Linked DNA regions of Mus musculus: regions 1 and 2 are each linked to region 3. The links are chromatin contacts, called in public HiChIP or PLAC-seq and promoter capture Hi-C maps. All regions are on one chromosome and are shown on one strand. The core of a region is the stretch at or near the end of the contact, and the rest is flanking DNA. Distances in the headings are between cores, read along the strand shown.

Region 1 (2,821 bases), core at 199-2,698, 1.8 Mb before region 3:
GAAGCTGCTAAAAGTCTACTCAGAATCCCTAGGTGGCATTGAAAGCATTCAGACTCATTTCATTCACATGTCAGGTAAAGACTTTCATTTAGCAGCGAGATGAATGCTGAATAATGGATCTTTTGAATAATGTAATTAAGAATTCATTAGGGGGGACTTAAAAAAATGACAGAAAGCAATGTGTGTGTACTCCCTCCTCTGAACTCCCAAAATGTATCATACAGTTGATGATTAAAAAAAAAAAATCAGCAGAGAACCAATTAGAAAATACTGGCATTTCATTTACAAAATACTGACATTAAAATTCAATGAGGAACAAATATATGTTTGAATTTATTAGAAATTATGTTAAATCAGGATTAAAGATCATTTTTATTATTTTAAAATGTGCTCATAATATGACAAAGGACTTAACCAACAGTCTTTTCCTGAAAAGATCCCTCAGCGTTCCCTGTGTGAACCTTACAATATTGAAGAAATTCACTTTGTTCCTGGATAACTGATTTAAATGAGAAATGGCAAACTTCTCTTTCTATTCTTTGCTTTATTTTAATTTAAATGATGAAGAGGTTTAAAACAGACCCGAATGAATGCAACAGCAGGTTAATTTGCCTGTAACAAAAGCAAATGCATCTCTCTCTCTCTCTCTCTCTCTCTCTCTCTCTCTCTCTCTCTCTCCTCTCTCTCTCTCTCCTGTTAAGGAACAGGAGAGAGGAAGGATGGGCAAAAAATGATGGTGGCGCTTCTCAGAGTTCAGACATCTCAGGGAGATTAGCACCCCTGACCTCAATTACAGCATCCACATGCATCCACTCCTGGGTAAGAGGCCAGCCAAGAAAAGGCCAGAGTTTGTTGACATCAAAGCTTAGTGACTAGAGTCTAGGAGACTTCTCTACCTGGGTAACAATAGTGCATGTTAGTGTGTGTGTGTGTGTGTGTGTGTGTGTGTGTGTGTGTGTGTGTGTGAAAGGGAACATTTGAATCTTGGAACTACATCTTCATAGCGTAATTGACCATCTCTCTTTACTGTGGAGAGTGAGCACATTGCACACGGTGCTCTGTGTCTTTCCTTTGGTTTGTTACAGGTAAGGTGATATGAGCATAAAATTTATTATATCCTTTCCATCAGTTGCTTTGTCAATTACATGAGAAGCTCCAAAATCAAAAGAATGAATGAATTCATTGGCTTTCATTGTTAAGTATTTGATCATTTGTATTAACACATGGGCTCAAATTCCTTTGTTTCACTACTTTCTGATTTACTTAAAGTATACTGCCTTGAAGACTAAATCAACTTAAAGGAGCTGCATCTGAGCCTTAAGGAGCTGTGCACATTGACCTGGGAACAGCTCCATTTTCCTGTTTCCACCCGGCCCCCCAGGGGAGCTAGGAGCTAGGCTCTTAACTCACAGTTAGGAGAAGGTAAATGATCTAATGACCTTCTCTGAAAAGTTAAAAATAAAAACACCCCTGCCCCTGATGGAATTACTCCTCCAGATGGTCTTTGGGGGCTTAGTGCTGACTGAAATCTTAAGGTTTCCATTTTCATTCCGAAGATCACTTCTTTACATGATTTCTCCTAGCTAATTGGAAACAGTATGACCTAATGGAAGGAACAAAGGATAACGGACTGCAAATGTTGAGGTTTAATCCAGGCCCTGTCAGTGACTACTGCTTAGCGTTTCAACCACATTACATAGACCTTTCAGCTTTATTTTGCTGTATTTATTTTGTGTATGAGAATTTCTAACTCCAGAGTAGTGTATGCCCATAAGGACAAGCAGGGGATGAGAGACATTGCTCTCTTGCAGTATTATTATAAGAGCAATATTATTTGTAAGAGATACAGGTATTCATGCTCTTGAAATGTGATAGAGAGATTAACACACACACACACACTTGATACATTTACTTGCTACTGTAGTCTGAAACCTATATTTTAATCCACTATGAAGTCAGGGTGGAATTGCTGGAAAATCCCTTGTACAAGTGGCTAGGGTTGAGGTCAGTTGATCTAACACATTTCTAAAAGCAAAGATATATTTCATCCCAGTTTACAAAAATAAATGTAATCTTATTGTTATGAGGTCAAAAAACTATCTTCTAGGTACTCTTTAAAATAATGATCTATGCTGCCATTATTTAAACACAAAACAGAGTTATCTGAAAGGGTAGGGAACATAAATTGAAAAAAATGCCTCCATAAGATAGAGCTATAATGAAAAAAAAAGATAGAGCTATAAGGCATTTTCTTAATTACTGATTGATAGAGAGGATCCAGCCCATTGTGGGTGGTTCCATGCCTGGGCTGGTGGTCCTGGGTTCTATGGGAGAGCAGACTGGGCAAGCCATTAAAAGCAAGCCAGTAAGCAGCACCTCTCCTTGTCCTCCGCATCACTTCCTGCCCCTAGGTTCCTGCCTTGTTTGAGTTCCTGTCCTGACTTCCTTCAGTGATGAACAGTGATATGGAAGCCTAAGCCAAATAAACTCTTTCCTCCCCCAACTTGCTTTTGGTCCTGGTGTTTTTCATCCCAACAATAGAAGCCTTAACTAGGACAAGGTGTGTGAAGAAGGCACAAGGTAAGGCAAAGCAGGTAACAGATTCTCCTTCCAGTTGTGAAGAAGTGAATGTTCCTGACATCTATTTATGGGGACTTTCAAGACCCAAGGTCATCAGCCATGATACTGAAGAAAATATATAAATTGGATTAGTTCTTCCAACCTGAAATGAGTTGGAAGCAGACCCTTCACTGCTGGATCCTGCTACCAAGGGAAAGTAAATGTAAATTTATTTAAGCAGTGAAGAGGTAACTTACAATAC
Region 2 (2,833 bases), core at 78-2,577, 1.2 Mb before region 3:
GACAGACAGACAGAGACCAAGACACACACACACACACACACAGACACAGAGAAAGAGACAGAGAAACAGAGACAGAGACACTGACAGAGAGACAGAAAGAAACAGAGGGACAGAGAGACAGAGAGGGACAGAGAAACAGAGACAGACAGAGACAGAAAGAGACAAAAGAGAGAGATAGAGAAAGACAGAGATACAGAGAGAAGGACTAAAGTTGGCTTGTAGATATCATTATACACATTTTCTCAATAACAATCTATGCATTTATTTTATTCATAATTTATTTTGTACTATGCAAATCCATTTTCTTTCAAAATTATCTTCTTTGTAGAAACAAAAAAATAAATTGGACTATTTTTGGATAAGTGATTCTGAGGTTCTAATCTTGTCACAGCAGAAGATGCTCCCAGTGTCCTCTATTCTAAAATGGAAGACTATACCAGTCTATCAGCTTAATTACAAAGTCCATTTAAAGAAAACTCCCTATGGGGTTTTGGAGTTTGGATCTTTCCTGTGTACAATTATCATCACCCAGTCCATGCATAAAATTACTCTGTTCTGGGTTCTCAGTTTAAAATTGTTTTTAATGTTGGTGGAGATAAATACGGCATGTGAACAAACACGGTTTGCTGCTCAATTGTTCAAAATCGCACTCATAAACAACTGTGGTGCTTATTAATGCTAAAAATATGTGAAGTTGCAGTGACTCTGCATTTGAAGTCTAGTATGTGCCATTTGTTTTATTCATGATAAACAGATCATTTAGTTGGAAAAATCCCATCTGCTTAGATATATCTCTTATTATTTATGAGAACCATGTTTAGGAATGCAGGAAGCACATGTGCATAATTAGTCCTGAAGAGAATTAGACATTGTTTGATTCACAGCTGAATGCAATTAGCATTAGGAAGTTTACATATGTTGGCAATAACACAGATTAGCAACTAAAGTGCTTGTTAAAAAATTTAACCTGAGGCTGCTGGAGCAGACCTCTCTTAATGATGCTTTAAATGTTGTTGATGAAGTAATAATCAATTTTGTTTTATAAATAGTAAATCAAGAATTTAGGTCTAATTAACAGTGCTACAGATCACTTCACTTACATATCAGATGTACTTGTGATGTGTGCTATGAACTTTCTTTGAGGCTTGTGTGCAAACAGTTGCTATGAGGAAGATATAATCCTTTCTATTTTAGAGAAGAAAAGAAACAATTGCCCAGCCAGGGAAGAGTGGGGTGTCTACCTTTTGGAAGGACTCACCCAGAGGTGTGGAGCAGGAATGCTCTGTCTTTGTCCCACTGCTTTTAATTGCAGGAAAGTGAAACAATGCCTTCTTGTCTCAGACAGAGTCATTAGGCAGCTTTACAGACTGTGAAGCAGAGGCATCTAATAGGGAGGGAGGGGAGAAGGAAAGTGATGAAAATGAGGCCGAAGGTAAAATTGAGCTGTAATTGTTTGCACTTCAACTTTGAGAAGTTCACCATTAATTAAAATGTTTCTGCACCACTCACCACCAGAGTGGCAAGGAAGGAGGCTGGGCTGATCAAGAGGCAACCCGGGAGCCCTCCAGAAACACGCAAGGTCTCTGATGAGAGAATATCTCCCGTGTACAAATATGGCACAGTCACAGGGTGCAGTCAGGCACACTCTCCTGTGACATGGTTCCAACAGCCCTTATTTGTGGTTTTCATTTTCCCTGGACCTCATTATAAAGTAGGATCACAGGTTTTCATAATGCATGGAAATAAAGAAATGCTATATTCAGGAAATATTGAGTGTGTTTCACAGAGTCTAATCTTTCATTTGTTTTTTAAATGTGTATCTTAAGAAATCTGAGCTATAGATGCCTTTCACAGTGATGTTTGCTTCAGAGTCAGTAACAGATTTTGTCTTTTGAGTCATAATCTCTTGTGTCTCCTGCTAACCTCCAACTCACCCTGTAGTAAGGAATGACTTTCAGTTTTCGATTCTCTGAGCTACAAACACTGAGTACTGTATTATAGTCTCATGGCATCACATCTAATATATGAAGTAGAGATGATAAATCACAGGCCTTTGTGCATGCTAGAGAAGCACTCTAACAATATCACCTCCTCAATATCACTGTTTTCTTTGATACCTAAGATAGCAGGAATATGTCACAACACTTGGGAACAGAATAAGAAGGCTGAGGAGTTCAAGGTCACCCTTGGCTCAAGAGTGAATTCAACAGCAGCTTAGACTGAGTCCCTGTCTTGAACAAACAAAATAAAGCAGGCCAATAGCACAACAGGACAAAAATAATCTGAACAGTGATAACATCTTAGAGTCACTTATTTGTCATTATTATTAAGAAGCATTAGTTACTGATTAAATATTGAATCAGGATTTGCATTATGTAGCATTCAGTCCTTATGACTCTCCTGTGACAGTTATTGTGGTCCGGATGAGGAGTGAATTTGTGAATACTTTGCTGTAGGAGTGAAATGCAGGCATGATCTGGCACTCAGCCTATCCTGGCATACTGCTCCTCTAAATAACAATCATGGCACAGCATGTGCCTGAGTATGCCCAGAAGTTAGCACACTGAGTTCTGTAGTGGTCTTAGCTAATAGCTGGCATGATTGTTGAGTCTTCACTCTTCATGTCTCTTTTTGATGTGCTTCTTCAGCATAGAGATCCTTGTGATATGAGTGCTCACTGACCAATCTGACGTAATGTCCTAACCAATCACAATCCACAGTCGATAGACATCCACTATATAAGCAGTTGCTCCCTTGCAGTAAAGCAAACACACTTCCCTGAAACAGTCTCTGAAGTGATCATCTCTATGCCCTTTACTGACCCAAGGTATTG
Region 3 (2,700 bases), core at 161-2,660:
AGAAGGAAGGAAGAAAAAAGGAAGGAAGGAAGGAAGGAAGGAAGGAAGGAAGGAGAGAAGGAAGGAAGGAGAAAGAAAAAAAAAGGCTAGGGAGAAACCCTTTCTCACCAAGGTGTCTGTGCCCCTCCCACATGCCCTCTCCCAGGGGCTGCAAGCTGTGACACCCACACACAGAACAAGGAGCACTTCCCAAAGTGGAAGGAAAGTAAAACCAGGACGGATCCATTGGGAAGCCGCAGGCCTTGCTGGCTAGCAGACAAGTGGAAGAGAGTGATCAGGAGTGGCCCGAGAAATGCATGGTTATCTCAGGAGTCACTAGGGGCCAGGAGTTTCTTAACTAGAGAGAAAAGAAGTGTCCCCTTGATGCCTCTCTGGTTCCTGGATAAGTACTTCTGAGATGAAAGCAGAAGTGCTGAAGACCCAAGAAACGCGCACTTGCCCGCTTTAGTAAATAAAGGTCAGCAGTCTCATCAATAAAGTGTGCGCTTCTAACCACCACATGTTTCTACTGCTGTCTCTCTTCCCTAGAGGGAGTGGGAGGGAAGAGGGAAAGACAACAAACATTTTTTTATAAGAGTAAACAAACGCATCTGGTGTTTCGACACATTTCTTCCTCCAGCATCTCTGGACGATACAACAATCTGCATATTCAAAACGAAAATAAATAAATAAATGAATAAATAAATAAATAATTCATCCCGGAGCCCACAGAGAAATCTCATTTTCCTGCACACCCCTTTCCCCATCACACAGCAAAATGCAAAGAAACAACAAGTGGCGATGTTGGGTCTCGACGCAAATGCGACCCCTGCCCTATGTGGAAATCTGACACATGTCACCCTGGCCCCGCAGCGCGGAGCAGCAGGCTCTGGGGCGAAACTTTGCTGCGCGACCGGATCAGCGTGGAGCAAAGTCGCAGTCTGGCCGCGCGTGGCTGTGCTTGGGACAGGGTGGGGTGCGGAGTGCAGAGCGTCTGAGTGAGGGCGAAGAAACTTACCGCGATCGGGGACCCCGAGGGCAGCGTCCCAGGAGGTGGCACCCGCTGTGCACCCAGGCAGAAGCCCCGGAACAACACACCCACGCTCGAGTCCCGGCAGCCGCGGCCGCGAGTTCGGGGACACCAGGGGAGGGGGGACCCGAGGAAGCTGCGGCGGGAAGTCGCGGCCGCGGCATAAATGCCCTGGGCGGGCACTGACGGATGAACTGCTGGTGGCGCCGGGCTCCGGCCGGGACGAAGCTGCGGCCGGGGAGCTGCACGCGCCGGCGTGTCTCGCGCTTTCTCGGAGGCTCGCGCTGTCTCGCGCTGGCAGCTCCCCCCACAACCCGGATCTCTGTATGTATGTGTGTGTTGGTGTGTGTGTGTGTCTGTGTGTATGTGTGTGCGCGCGCGCTTGTATGTGTGTGTGTGTGTGTGCGTATGTGAGTGTATGTGTGCGTGCACCGGCGGGCGCGCGCACCCGGGCGCGCGCGCGAGTTGTTGGCGATGCAAACTATGCACACACTGAGAGCAGAGCAGCTTCTCCTATGAGGGGCGGGCAGGGGGAAGGGACCTCCTAGAACACTCTTAAGTACTGTTGGGGCACTTGTTTTGTCTTACTTTGCTAAGTTGGGGTTGTTGTTGTTGTTGATGATGATTATGATGATGATTTTTTTAAAGTGGTTTGAACTCCATCAATCTCTTCATGCCCCCCCCCCAACTTTTTCCAGAGATGGGAGAAATCGCGGGCCAGAATGTTGCTGGGCTTTGCGGTGGAGCCTCCTGGATGACGTCAGGTCCACCTGCTATGTAAACAACTTGCTAGAGAACTTGTTTGTTCTGCCCCGTTTCCCCCACCCCCACCCTTCTCCCCACCTCCAGCTCCGCCTCCTCCTGCCGCCCCAGACGGCGAGTCGGGGATGGGGGTGGGGAGGGAGGCGAGAACAAAACCGTATGCTGTATTGGCACAGCCGAGTTGTGTCTGCTGCTTCTTGGCAGTCCCCAAAGTACGTCCTCTCAGCAGACGGAGCTGCTGGCAAATGAAACAGGGGATTCCACGTGAAGTGCAGAAAACCTAGAAGGGATCCGAAGCCTTTGGTGGCAGGTAGTTAAAGCACAGAGTGTCACAGAGGGAGCCCGCGCCAACACAGCCACGCTGATTGGCCTTTCTCTCCTGTGTGTGCGCCTCTGCGGCCTGGATGGAGAGGCAGAACCTTTCTCACTCTTGGTTGTCGTGGCTCCTGTCTCACTTGGGGCCAGTACTGCTAGGGCTTCCATGTAGTCGCGCAGCCCAGGTCACCGAAGCGGGACTTGGAAAAAGAGATGGCACCACCAAGGTGTAATTTTGTTTTTAAAGTATGAGGCTTTGGGGACTGACTGGATCAATGACTAGGGAGAAAAAAATAACAGGAATGAAAGAAAAGTAGAAATTGCCAGAACCCGCTCGCAGTGCACTTCAAAGCTGTGTCCCCGGTGTTGGGGGATGCTCCGGCTCGGTTTCTGCCACCAGGTCCCTCCTCCACTGTGCGTGGTGCGACCTAGCTGGCTGGTCTGAGCAGGACCAAGAAAGAGATGACAGAGAAAGGGCCGGAGGAGATCAAGGCGGGCCCTGAAGGGTCTTGTGACTTGAATCTGGGAGGGTGTTTCTAAGATGCCCCTCTCCACCCTAGCTTGGGAAGGAAGTTCCTTCCTGCGGTTCTCCCGCCAGCCCCTCCCGGGCCACT

What was found. Promoter capture Hi-C pulls out the DNA fragments that hold promoters and counts their contacts. HiChIP or PLAC-seq counts read pairs in DNA pulled down with a chosen protein or histone mark.
Region 1: a promoter capture Hi-C map of second pharyngeal arch cranial neural crest shows a contact between it and region 3, with 13 times the contacts expected there. The contact joins the enhancer-like site here to the promoter of Foxp2 in region 3. A contact is called at or near these places in 7 of 39 promoter capture datasets (the 3T3-L1 cell line, frontonasal cranial neural crest, liver and 3 more), 1 of 484 Hi-C or Micro-C datasets (cranial neural crest), 4 of 115 datasets of contacts at active chromatin or transcription factors (astrocytes, craniofacial prominence, embryonic forebrain and 1 more) and 1 of 9 other capture datasets (adipose tissue).
Region 2: a contact with region 3 is called in an H3K4me3 HiChIP or PLAC-seq map of embryonic limb bud, with 6 times the contacts expected there. The contact joins the enhancer-like site here to the promoter of Foxp2 in region 3. A contact is called at or near these places in 4 of 39 promoter capture datasets (the 3T3-L1 cell line, frontonasal cranial neural crest, liver and 1 more), 3 of 115 datasets of contacts at active chromatin or transcription factors (craniofacial prominence, embryonic forebrain and embryonic limb bud) and 2 of 9 other capture datasets (adipose tissue and liver).

Annotation. Positions count from the first base shown.
Region 1 is chr6:16,694,473-16,697,293 of GRCm38.p6, reverse strand. No RefSeq gene overlaps it. Among named protein-coding and RNA genes, the nearest start is that of Gm36669, 82 kb to the left of the region's middle. Within about 2 kb of position 1,448, at least 5 of the 459 cell types and tissues checked have an H3K27ac peak or open chromatin away from gene starts, as enhancers often do. A contact at or near this core is called in craniofacial prominence and second pharyngeal arch cranial neural crest, where this site is marked.
Region 2 is chr6:16,076,140-16,078,972 of GRCm38.p6, reverse strand. No RefSeq gene overlaps it. Among named protein-coding and RNA genes, the nearest start is that of Mdfic, 360 kb to the right of the region's middle. Within about 2 kb of position 1,327, at least 9 of the 459 cell types and tissues checked have an H3K27ac peak or open chromatin away from gene starts, as enhancers often do. A contact at or near this core is called in embryonic limb bud, where this site is marked.
Region 3 is chr6:14,900,059-14,902,758 of GRCm38.p6, reverse strand. Foxp2 (forkhead box P2) reads right to left here and starts at 1,410. Exons shown (of 19, transcript NM_053242.4): 1 at 998-1,410.